Linked DNA regions of Mus musculus: regions 1 and 3 are each linked to region 2. The links are chromatin contacts, called in public Hi-C and promoter capture Hi-C maps. All regions are on one chromosome and are shown on one strand. The core of a region is the stretch at or near the end of the contact, and the rest is flanking DNA. Distances in the headings are between cores, read along the strand shown.

What was found. Promoter capture Hi-C pulls out the DNA fragments that hold promoters and counts their contacts. Hi-C and Micro-C count contacts between places; a contact is called where the count stands out from the background.
Region 1: a contact with region 2 is called in a promoter capture Hi-C map of embryonic stem cells, with 4 times the contacts expected there. The contact joins the promoter of Grb10 here to the promoter of Zpbp in region 2. A contact is called at or near these places in 14 of 39 promoter capture datasets (the C10 cell line, cranial neural crest, embryonic stem cells and 8 more), 4 of 484 Hi-C or Micro-C datasets (embryonic stem cells, nephron progenitors and rod photoreceptor), 4 of 115 datasets of contacts at active chromatin or transcription factors (astrocytes, embryonic stem cells, large pre-B cells and 1 more) and 4 of 9 other capture datasets (adipose tissue, embryonic stem cells, liver and 1 more).
Region 3: a Hi-C map of muscle stem cells shows a contact between it and region 2, with 4 times the contacts expected there. The contact joins the enhancer-like site here to the promoter of Zpbp in region 2. A contact is called at or near these places in 5 of 39 promoter capture datasets (embryonic stem cells, frontonasal cranial neural crest, hippocampal neurons and 2 more), 1 of 484 Hi-C or Micro-C datasets (muscle stem cells) and 1 of 9 other capture datasets (adipose tissue).

Annotation. Positions count from the first base shown.
Region 1 is chr11:12,034,887-12,038,980 of GRCm38.p6, reverse strand. It overlaps Grb10 (growth factor receptor bound protein 10), which reads left to right and starts at 1,561. Exons shown (of 17, transcript NM_010345.4): 1 at 1,561-1,789.
Region 2 is chr11:11,459,915-11,464,254 of GRCm38.p6, reverse strand. Zpbp (zona pellucida binding protein) reads left to right here and starts at 1,836. Exons shown (of 8, transcript NM_015785.2): 1 at 1,836-2,191. The coding sequence starts at 1,891. It overlaps Spata48 (spermatogenesis associated 48), which reads right to left and starts at 511. Exons shown (of 9, transcript NM_001347068.1): 1 at 1-511.
Region 3 is chr11:12,229,803-12,233,652 of GRCm38.p6, reverse strand. No RefSeq gene overlaps it. Among named protein-coding and RNA genes, the nearest start is that of Gm12002, 83 kb to the left of the region's middle. Within about 2 kb of position 2,087, at least 97 of the 459 cell types and tissues checked have an H3K27ac peak or open chromatin away from gene starts, as enhancers often do. A contact at or near this core is called in muscle stem cells, where this site is marked.

The DNA.
Region 1 (4,094 bases), core at 312-2,811, 580 kb before region 2:
TATAAATCTGTGGATTTGAAAGGTATGTGGTTGTTATATAAGAAAACATCTCCATGTTTGGAAAGGCAACATCAATATGTAGAGGGCTGAAGGGTCCACACTGTTTGGAACTTACCAACAAATCGATTCAGGGGGGAAAAGTATTGCGAAAGTATGTAGAAACTTTCAAACCTCTGTAAAAGTTCCCTGACCCGACAGGCTTTGTGTCCGGTGCAGTATGGATCGTTGGTGAGACCCTGCAGGAAAACTGTAAAGTTTGAAGCCAATCAACTTGGGAAAAGTTAGCCCAGTTTTCTCTGCTTCGGTTCGCTTTTGAGTCCTTTGTCTACAAAAGACTTCTTGTGTTCCTTTCCCCGGGAATCTAAGACTTATTCACATCCTTTTCTCTGGATTTTCACCTTGTAGGTTTCTGAGTCTTGGACCAACGGCCAGAAATAAGAGTGAGTGTTCAGTTATAGGAAAGGAAAAACTTTTCATTGATTACATCAATCTGAGGTCGGAAAAACCACTGTTAAAAGCAAGAGGTACCGAGCCGTGCTCAAAAAGAGCGTCGGACAATGCACACAGCACAGCTTTCAAATCTTTGCCTTGCTGTGAGCCCACTCCCAGCTTCTCGACTTTCTAGAAGTTACTTTTAAGAAGTTACTTTTTAGGCTCAGTCTCTCTACTTTCTACAGTTGTTCTAGGAACAAACCTCAGAGGCCTGAGTGAGGGAGAAGAAGGAGAATTCACAAATGTTTCACACCACGTGTCTTCTCAACTACGGTGATTTACGGTCAGGGCTGCTTTTACAAAGCCGAAACTCAAGAAAAAGGTGTAATTATTGGTAGCCTATCTGTACTAGAAAAGCGACACAACATTAAGAATTATTTCGAAGGGGCCGATCAAATTAGCCCGTTGCCTTTTCGTGGGTCACTTTAGAAACCGGGCACGGCCCGTCTGGGCTTTACTTTCACGAGGGCCCCACTTCAGAGGTAAAGGACACGAGGCTTGCTCGGCTGCCTCAAGAAAACAATGAAGGGCCTCTCAGGCTTCCCTCCTTCGGCTACTCACACGCAGCTGGCGAAACTGAGGCTGAGAAAGGTGAGGCTCGGACCCGACCCGCCGTGAGCAAGCCCGAGTTTCCTTGTCCGGGCCCGGGGCTGCCCACGACGGTGTCGGGCGGCCGCAGCCCAGGAAGAGTTTGAACTGTGCGGTTGGGGAGTACTTTCTGAGTTTCGAACAATTCCCTTCCGAATGGCCCTCGGGACAGGTCCGGTCGGTCTTCCGCCGGCGCGGCCGCGCACCGGGGCGGTGGCGTGGCGCCGGGGGTCCCGCGCGCTGCAAGCATGGTGGGCGCGCTCCCGCCCGGGCGGGAGAGCATCGTGCCACGCCAACCCCGCGAGCCCGCGCCCCCCGCGCCACGCCCTGCGCCCAGGCCGCGGCTCCTCCCGCGCTGGCGGCCGCCGAGCGGTCCGGGCGGCGGCGGGAGGAGGAGCAGGAAAAGCGGCCGGGGGAGGAGGAGGCGGAGGCGGCGGCGGAGGCGGGGAGGGCGGGCGGGGCCCGGAGAGTTTAAAGCCCATCGAGGGGGTGGGGTGCGGGGAGGCGGCAGGAAGGGAAGGGCGCTGCGACCAGTGGCGGGCGGGATTCGCGTTCCGAGACCCACGGGAGCACGAAGTTTCCGCGCACCGTCTCACGCACGGCGACTGGGACCGTCCAGTGTCCGGCTTTGCCTTCGGTTTTTCTCCGTTGTGACTCGTGCAACGTGTGGCCAGCGGCCACGCGGAGGCGACGAGGAGCTGCACGTCAGGTAGGAGTTGGGCGGGGAGCCGCGGCAAGTTACTTTTGTGGTCCGCGCCTCGCGGGGCCCGGCGGCCGGGCGGCTCCCCGCGCCGTCATTGTCTGCGCTCGGGGCCGCCCGCGATCGGGACGCGGGGCCCCGCGAGGCGCGGCGGGCGGAAGGGCGTCGCCTTGGGGGGTCTGGGGGGCTGCGGCGCCCCGGGCCCCCGGCGGGGCGGCACGGGATGGCGGGACGGGGCGGCGGGCGCGCGGCTGCGGCGCCCCGCAACGCTCTCCCCTGCGCTCCAGCCCACGGGGGGAGGCGCGGGGCCCCGAGCGGCACATTCTTGAGCCGTCTTGTCCGACGGCGACGGCTCGGGGGGCTCGGGCGGGGGCTGCGGTCACGGCCGCGCTTTCAGGGGCCACCGCCCTGGAGGAGGGTGGGCGCCCGGGGGTCACCGGAGAAGCGGGTGCTCCCGCTGCGCCCCGGGCCTCGGCGCGCGCGCCAGGCGGACCGGGCAGCGGTGCCAGACACTCCCAAGTCCCAAGCGAGCGCGGCCCGGACCGCGGCCCGAGGTTCCGTACCCCCCCACACACACTCCCCAACCCCCACCCCTTTCTTTCTTCGGGTCTGTTAGTGGCCCCGCTACCCGTCGCTGGGGCCTAACACCAAGTTTGAGGGCTCACGAACTAGCAGCCCGCCAGCGGTGGAAACGTGATAAGAGCGGTACCGTTTGCAGAAGGAAATTTCTGATGCAACTCTCTGCCTTTGCTGATTGCCTCTCCAAACGCCTGCCTGGCGAGGGCCTGCGGCATGTGCGTTATGGAAATTAGGGTATTCTTCACTTTGGAAAAAAAAATGTATTTGTCTTTTCTTGGCGTTGGAAGAAACCCCGCGAACTTCTTTTCATTTGCTTTGACCGAAAAGTAGGAGAGCCACAGGTGATTTTTACAAGGCTCTAGTCCTTTAGGATGTTTTTGAAAAACTCTTTTTTTGTAACTGTTTCATTCAAGAGATGCAAAGAATAAGTCCAAAACAAGTAGCATTAGTGAGTAAATATGTGTTATTGCACAACTTTCCCTTTGCGGCTGTTTAAAAGGCCAGGCCCAGAAGACTTTGTTTCAGAAAATGCTGATTCAGCCATTTGGAGCCCCTGAGTTTCAGAAATGGTGCTCAATTTAACGTTTCGCCCTGCTTTACCAGAACTCCAGTCATTAAAATTCCCCCCCCCACCCCCCGCACCCCTGCGGGCACACACTAAGGCTAATATTTTAGTGAGGTTCCTATTTTACAGAAGTGGACCTCGAGTTCTGGATTTCTGCAGCTGAGGGAATTGTGTAAGGCAAAGGATGAAGGAGTCTGAGAGTATTTCACCAAGAGTGCTGCGGTCAAATGTGCTCCCAGGAATGAGTCTTGCCTACCAAATTTTGATCTTAAAAAAAAAATCAAAACTTTAAGATTAGTGAACATACTTTTTTTGAGTTTTACTGGGAACCTTTGAAAGACTGGCACGGGCCAGTCGCCACATTACAGGGAGGGAATTTGAGGACAGACGGAGTTGCAGCCCAGCAGGCATTGCCGTAACTGAGAAGTGTAGCCACTGATCCTTAGGTAGCATTTCGCAGTTTACAAGGCACTTTCAAAAGCCCTGTTGCTTTTTATCCACTTTGTGGTCCCCACGGTCCCCATTTCACAGGTCTGGAAACCAAGGCTCAGGATGTTAACTGGTATGCCCTGGGCCGTACCAGCTAACAAAGGACAAAGCTCGGGGGAGACCTCCCGAGCTTTACACGTCTGCAAAAGCACGTCCACTTCTAGAAGAAATGGTGTGGAGGAGGGACACCCTGCCTGACACACAGCAGAGCAAATGGAGGACGGGGCCTGGTTTCTTAGACCAGTCGCTCCCAGCCCTCCAAGATTAATGCCACGTAGACCAAGCAATTATCACTGGGTTTTTTCTTCTTCTTTTTTATACTTACATACTCATTTATTTGGAGAAGAAACTTCAATGTTCATGAAATCATGAGTTTGATATGGTAACTTTGTTCATTATAATTAAATTAAAATGTTGTGTGGCCCCTAAATCACTACCTACTGCACATTACTTGGCCTGTATTGCTTGTGAGGCAATATTGGGTTGGTCAAAGTGGATTTTGTAGGTGAACTAGGGAGCCAGAAAGCAGGGCAGATTTTTGGTGGCTAATTGTCTGGGACTTTATATGGTGGTTACGGCTATGGTTGGGAGCCAGAGCAGCTCTGTGTCTCCAGTTAGCCTCCACTGGGCACGAAGAGCAAAATCAGAACCAAAGATCCAGGTCAGAACTTACCTAGGGTG
Region 2 (4,340 bases), core at 587-3,086:
AGTTTTGAGGATTATGAATTAAATTCCTTTGTTTTTTTTTTTTTTTTTTTTTTTTACCATTTAACTATTAAAAACCCATATTTCCAGTAATGGAAGATTAGGATTAATCCACCATAAAATTAATTCAATTTTCTAAATGTTAGTCATTTAAAAAGTCTTAAGGTAATTTTTTTCTGCTGAAAGGGAGATAGGCCAGTATAGAAATAGGACATAATAATAATAATAAAAAAACACAAAAAGAGCCTTTGCTGCTTGGCAACAGGTAGAACCATAGCTCACGGAACTACTTATTATGTACATCATAATGGAATTCTTTAGGCAAACCACAGAAAAAAGTCCTAGTAATATTTCCATTATACCTTTTTCTCCAATGCTCAGGAAACCAATACACACACACATGCACACACACACATGTATATGTAAAAATTTAACATGTTCATATTTTGTGGGCAAGATAGTAACTGAAAGAATATACTGAAGTTGATGTAGTGAATACATATACAGTCTCTCTCTTTCATATATACTCTCTCTCTCTCTCTCTCTCTCTCCTACACACACACAAACACACACACACAAACACACACAAACTAGAAATAACTTTTCGGGTTGGAATAAATTATAAACATTGGTATATGTTTAATTTAAATACGCTAACAAGGAAGATATAGTATACTGATTTTTAAGAAAAATAATTCATAAATCATAGCCAATGTAAAAGTCCATTCTTAAATGCCTTAAATTATCTGCAGTTTCTTTAAGTTACCACAATTCTTAGAACGAAAACAATGAGGTATTTATGTTATTTCAGTAAATGGCAGCATAAAAAACGATCTATTTTAAACGATAAGCATAGCAGTCCACTTAAGAGCTGTTTTTTAACTAGACAATTTGGTTTTGCATGAAAATTGCAACTAAGTTTAATTATTACAATCCGAAGGGTAATAGCTCACACCTCCTTAAATAAAGAAGGTAAGCTTCTACAAGAGTCAGGTATAGAATATTTAAATCAGATCAATTGTATGATAGTAAGGATAAGCAGAATGTAGCCACGACCACCTATGATGATGACTGAAAATTTGCAATATACAACAAAACAAGCAATAACGTTGAAATAAATGGGTAAGTTTTCAGCATAAGGTCCTGGACAGTTTATCCAAAACACGAAGGTCAGTAAGTTTTTACTCCACTCCGTATTACCCATCTCTTCATATTAAAAGTGAAAACATTTAACAGCCTGCTTCTAGTGTTTCTATATATTTGTATAAAATTTATTTTTATCCTAGTTGGACTATCATTAAATCCTTCCAAAGGCAGAAAAGATGTATGATTCTTTCAATTTAAATACATTCTCATTCTAAACGGTCCGTGAGCTGGTTCTTTATGTTTTCCTGAATCCAAGTTGAGGATGATCTTCCAAGCCGAGTACTGCATGAAAGTCAATGTCATCTAAGGTCTATTTCCTCCATTTTCCCATCATGCCACTTTTTAAGGCAATACCTTTAATTTCTCCTAGGTGTTCACTGCATGCATTTTCTATTAAGTCCCACACACTGATAATGCACAATCGTTCGCATTACAACAGTCAGGAACTTCATGCATTGGCATTACTATAGCCAGGAAGTTTATGAGAGGTGTACATTCATTAAGTCATCCGTTCTCAGGATCTGCTGCCATTAGGCACCTAAAGGCTGAAACTCAATCCACTGCTAAGGTAATAAGAGGGGCTTCTCCTCTGCACACAGACACCACGGGAAGGCAAAGGTTAGAACTTTGCGACACAAGATTCTTCTCGCTTTGGAATCTCAGACCAGCCAGGTTCTGGAGGGTTTCCTTAGTGGTGCGGGGCCTCGAAGTCAAGGGAGCCCCTAGGGGATCGACCTCTTGCCTCCCATGTGTACCCAAGCTGGGTCCCAAGCTAGCACACCTCCCGCACATCACCCGAGCGGAAGTGGCGCGTCCGTCGGTCCGTCCTTCCGGCCTGCCGTCTGCCAACTTCCGGCGGCGGGTGGGCGCGCGCCAGGTAACGACCTTCTGCGCCGAGGCTCGGCCGTCGGCGGCGTGTGGATGGAGGCCTTGGCCCCGGGCCGGGCTCCGCGGGGCCGGCGGCGGGCCGGGGCCTCGGGCTCCGTGCTCTCGCCGCTGTCGCTGGCCGCCGTCCTGCTCTGCGCCTTGCTGCGGGCGCCCCCTGCAGGTGAGGCTCGGCGCCGCATGGCGGGAGCTCTGGCTGCCGCGGCTCCTCACGAGAATTGCGTTGGCCCCGTGTCACGTGACTCCGACTACACAAGGACACCCTCTCTGGCAGGGACAGCCCCAGTGAGCCTAGTTTTGTGTAGGAATCTTGAAAACTACATTTGCATAGAAAAGACCTCTGTGGGCTCGTGAAGGAGGCCCTGCTCCAAGAGATTATCCGAACTTTAAAAGTGCCTTAATAAAACTTCAGTTCGTGGGTCATTGCCAGCCGTGTGTTTCAGAGCGAGTCTATGTAGCTCTGTATAGTACTGAATTTGTGCTGTGAACCTAGTGAGCTTTTAGACCATCCTTGATAGTGCAGCGCCCTCTGTTGGTTCTGGATGTAAAATGCAGGGTGTAGTTGGAAACACGTATCCTAGTTTCAAAAATATATATCGGAGAAAGAAATGAGCGCTTACTAGATTGGCTTTTTAGCTAGCAAGGTTTGGTCTCTCTCCCTCTCCCTCTCTTTATGTTGAAATTGTAGACTTACTAGCAATAATCTGTGTCCCATAGATCCTAAATGTACTAAAGGTACATTTGTCAGAGTTAAAGTTTATTCAAATAAGAGAACTATAAAGTAACCAAGGATACAGATGTAGAAGAAGTGTGAAGAAAGGGATACTGTGGTTAAAGGAAAGAAATGGGGCATGCTTACTAGTTTTTTATTTTTTTTTTAACTTGACACAATCTGTAGTTACCAGGGAATAGGAAACCTCAATTGAAGATTTGACTATCAGATTGACGTATGAGCGGTCTGTGGGGGTATTTTTCTTAATTGCTTTTGATGTGGGAGGGGCCGGTCCTCTGGGAGGTGGTGTCATCCCTGGGCAGGTGGTCCCAGGCAATGTCAGAAAGCAGGCTGAGCAAGCCAGAGGAAGCTAGTCGGTAAGCACTATTCCCCCGTGCTTCCGCTTAGCCTGCTGCCTCCAAGTCTGGGTTTGAGTCCTGGATGCCTTTGCTTTCCTGGATCGGAAAGAGAGGCCCCTTGGTCTTGCAAACTGTATATGCCTCAGTACAGGGGAACGCCAGGGCCAAGAAGTGGGAGTGGGTGGGTGGGGGAGTGGTGGGGGAGGGTATGGAGGACTTTTGGGATTGCATTGGAAATGTAAATGAAGAAAATACCTAATTAAAAAATGTAATACTAAAACAAAGCATAACAAAACAAAAAAGGAGAGAAATAACCTGCCAGGGGAAATCAGTCCTCACTAGTCTTCTCCCAGGTTGATTTGGGGCGTGGTGTTTATCACAGGCACAGAAAGGAAGCTAGGATGGGGAGAGGGATATAAAAGATTACTCTCATCGAACACTAAAGTTCAAGTGATGGGCACAAAGAGTCCTGTGAGAATAGATTGTCTAATTATTCTGCGTGAAAAAGATGGAGTTGAGTATGGCTCTTGGCCTCATACGTGGTAATGAAATTTGTGTTTTTGTTTAAAAACATTGCCTGACTTTCCTTTTTTTTGATAAGGTCTATCAAAAACAGGATAAGCTTTTAGTATCTTAACATGTAAACTGTGACTGGTAAAGGCTGTAATTACATAGCACTTCATATCTCCGATGATAATTCTATAAGGCTGCAATTGTCAGTCTCATTTTGCAGATGAAAACCCTTAGACTTGAAGTTTAAAGTAACTTTCCTGTGGCAGAATTTGCATTTAAACTCCACTGCGGCCTTTAATGCCATAGTCTCTCCTCTTTACCTGCTGCTATTGAGGCGATTTGGGAGTAACACTTTACAGTCATTGTATTGCATTCTCTACCTCTTCTGTTCACAACATCACACTATCATAAATGCTCATTCAACAACGAATGAAGACTATCAGGAAGTGTTTCAAAATCATTGTCTTAATAGTTTTCATGTTATAGGTGTAGTGCTTGCAAAGGATTCTTGACTTAAACACTGATGCTTCTATCAATGGAGTTTGGACCAAGGAAAGTCTTCCATGACCATCAATTAATGAGGTCATGCAGGAAGTCTGAGGGAGGAGGGGTTTGTGATATGGGCCCTGTAAGGTGGGAGACTATGGTAAGTCAGCACAGAAAGGCTGGGCTAAGATTTATAAGGGGTAAGCCACAACTATATGGAATTCTTTAAGGACTATGCAGAG
Region 3 (3,850 bases), core at 838-3,337, 770 kb before region 2:
ATTTTCTAGGACCAGAAGCCATCATCTGTGCAAACTGAGACCCTCAGGGCTAACTGAGAGTAATCTTTCATGGATAGCCCTGCAGGCCACAAATATGGTCACATGGGATTCAGGTACCAACTGGTCCCAGCATTTCCTCTAATACTCCATCAGAGTGGCACACTTTTCCTGGTAATTCTTTTTTTTTTTTTTTTTTTTTTTTGTTATAGCAGAATTCCGCTGTCACGGAAGAGGGGATTAGTTCAGCCACCAGGTAGAAGGAAAGGTCCAGAGGACTAAGGACAGGAGATTCTGAAGACCCAAGGAAGCTGAAGGCTAGCATGACAGATGCTCTTGGGGCAGGGAGGGATGAAGAGTTGTGGAGAAAGCAAGCATCCCAAATCACTGCTGTGCTCTGTCTCCTCTCAAGGCTCTGTCCTCAGAATCTACCCCTGAGCCCAGGAGTGCAGAAGCACTTGGTACACTCGTATCCTCCTTTCTATTTTTCTCTCCTTTCCTCTTCCCTTTCTCCTTTCTATCTTCCCCTGTCCCTCATTCCTTCTTCCAACCATCATCCCTCCTTCCCTTCTTTCCTTCCTTGGTGTCTTCCTTTCCTCTTCCATCTCTCCTTCTTCCCATCTAACACTAGAAGAGCTTCTCAAAGTCGGAATCCCCGATGGGTGCTGGAGACAATTACAAATTAGTGTCTCTCCCTTCCAGTAAGCCTGCTGGCAAGTAGCCACATGGAAATGCCAATCAAGAGTGTAACAAGTATCCTGGGGGAGAAAAGATGTGGGCCAAAGATTGGAGGTTCTTCTTCGTGGGTGGTCAGGGTAGAAGCCCCTCAAGTGAGCATCAAGAGAGAGGCTTTTTTCCAGGTGAAAGGAGCAGGGGATAGCCAGAGGGCTAGGGGAGCCTGGGCTGCTCAGGGTTCTGTCTGCGGGAGACTCAGATTTTCAGATTTGAGGTTCTGCACCAGGGCTCTGTTCCATTGCAAAGACATTCCTAGGGCTAAGTGCTGCCACCCACTCCTGTGTTCCACTAGAAATACAAATGTGTTCAAAGCGGAAAGATCAAGAAGCGATTAACTATGCTGGCACCTGCTCATGAGTGGTTTGGCCATGAGCCCAACTGGGGTGTGCGCCGAGTGAGTGCAGGTGGCAGCAGCTTGCCTCACACTGCCTGGCATACTCCTCTGAAGAAAGCAATGCACTGTGATTTTGGGGCTTGCATCTGAGACCCTTCCTCCGGTTGCGGAGGCTTGAGATTCATGAGACAGGAGGAAGTGGGCTGTCAATCAAGGATAGGACCACTCATTGCTCTCCACCTTGTCTCCGAACCCAGCCTCACCAGGTCTTTGAAAGCAACAGTGTGGGCCCTGTCACCACCTTCATACCCTGACTCTGACTGGAGTTGAGCTGGCCTTGGCGTAGGTCTGGCTAGTGCCCCCTCCACTGAGCTGTAGCCTTTCAGATTGGCTGCTGCTCCTCTGCTTCTGTGCACTCGAAAGCTTGAGCAGCTTTCATTTCTCTGAAAATACCATGTGGGTTCATTCTACTGTGCTTTATTAGAACATCTATTGATCCTCCAAAACCCAGCCACCTCCCAAGAAAAGCCACTTATAGCCACTTAGTCCTCTGTGGAATGTGGTGCTTCTTGTTACCATGCTCATTTCTCAATGGAGTCTATTGGTGTTTGTGACCCGGAACTCTCTGGGCCTCATTCATGTGGGAGCGTCAAGCCTGAGAACACAGGACTGATGCCATGGGCAGAGTCTGCCCCAACGAGACTGGCAGCAAATTCTAAGTACAAAACTCCTGAAGACTTGCTTGGCCAATGGCTCGTGGGCAAATGCCCAAGAGAGGGAGACTGCAGTGTTCCTGCAAGGCAGCTCAGAGTCCTTGGAGAGACTCCAGGCTGCAGGGATGGCAGTGGCCAGGGAAGGGACGAAGAATGGGCTCTTTGGAAGGTTTCCAACTCAAGGGTACAGCTGGCCAAGCCCCAGGTTGGGCAGAGAGCCACTGGCACCGGGGATAAGGAGTTGGCTGAGGTGGGGCTTAGAACAAGATGGCTAGGAGCCACTCAGACTAAGGCTGTGTGAATGCTGAAGCCACTGGGAGTCAGGGGTGAGTCACACATGAGTAAGAAAGGCTCAGCCTGGAAAGCAGATTGCAGTATGCCCTTAAGTCATGATTCTATTTCAGAGAGCTGAAGTCCTCCTCCGATGGCACCACGACATTTACCATTCCAGATCTTCCTGAGTGACATCATGGATATTGGACAAAGCAGCAACATTTTCTGAGTGATAGCAACAGTGGGCTTTTTAAGCCGCCTTCTGTCAGGTGGATCTGAGGAGCTACCAAGGCCCTATGACATCTTTGACCACACAGGAGCTAAGGGGTCAGCTGCCAGAGCCCACCATTCTCCTCTGCCTTCATTTGCTTTGCTCTTTTCTCCTTCGTTATACAATCAGGAGTAAGTAACTTAGTAGGACAAGTAACTAGGGGCCGCTTAAGCATTGCCATGATTCAGCCATGTGGAGTCCACAGGGGCTTCCTGAATCTATCAAATAGCCAAGTCTTGGTCTCATCAGTTCCCTCCTTCTACCAGTGGAGGCTCAGGGACATAAAATGACACTTGAGCTTACTCTAAGGCCCAAATCTGACTCTCCTCTTGTCCATTATACCCCAGGAAGTACTCTAGTCCCAGGAGGAAAAAACTGTTTCTCATTGGTTAGAACCAAGGCTGTGCCTGAGCAGTGCATATTTCAGCCTGAATTATAGCTGGTCTGAGAAGGGTAGGCAGATTCAGGATCCCTGAACCAGAAATCTCCTGGGGCAGGGATCCACCCCATAATCAGCATCCAAACGCTGACACCATTGCATACACTAGCAAGATTTTATCGAAAGGACCCAGATGTAGCTGTCTCTTGTGAGACTATGCCGGGGCCTAGCAAACACAGAAGTGGATGCCCACAGTCAGCTAATGGATGGATCACAGGGCTCCCAATGGAGGAGCTAGAGAAAGTACCCAAGGAGCTAAAGGGATCTGCAACCCTATAGGTGGATCAACATTATGAACTAACCAGTACCCCGGAGCTCTTGACTCTAGCTGCATATGTATCAAAAGATGGCCTAGTCGGCCATCACTGGAAAGAGAGGCCCATTGGACACACAAACTTTATATGCCCCAGAACAGGGGAACGCCAGGGCCAAAAAGGGGGAGTGGGCGGGTAGGGGAGTGGGGGTGGGTGGGTATGGGGGACTTTTGGTATAGCATTGGAAATGTAAATGAGCTAAATACCTAATAAAAAATGGAAAGAAAAAAAAAAAAAGAAATCTCCTGGGGACCTTGGTCCCTCACTAAAACCTCCTCGTATCCAAGCATCATCCATCAGGACTGCTAGGCCCTGGGATGATCTGGTCTCTGCATTTTTTTGATGCATCTGAGCAATAAGGACATCACTTCTTGCATACCTTGCCTGAGAACTAGGAAAGACAGGTACGATACAGACCCTAGTACAAACGAACATTCCTGAGCATCTGAAATTGAGACCTGAAGAGTGCCCAAGGAAAGGGGTGAAGCATGACTTGAGAGGAGGCTTTCTAGGCCCCACCAGGCCTGGGCCTCCCTACAAGGGGCTTCTGGCTATGGAGATACTGACTCTGCTTGCCTGGTGCTTATGGCTGTAACCTTAGGCTGGGAAGCTGCTAGCAACATCCTAGGACTACAAGGCCTGGGGTGAGGCTGAGCAGGGAGAGAGTCGGAGCATCCAGCTCTCTTCACGTGTGCTTGCTCGCTCAGCTTTATTCCCAAGCAGAAACTCAGCCACAAGACAGAGCATTGTGGGAAATGCAAAGCAGTCCTGGCC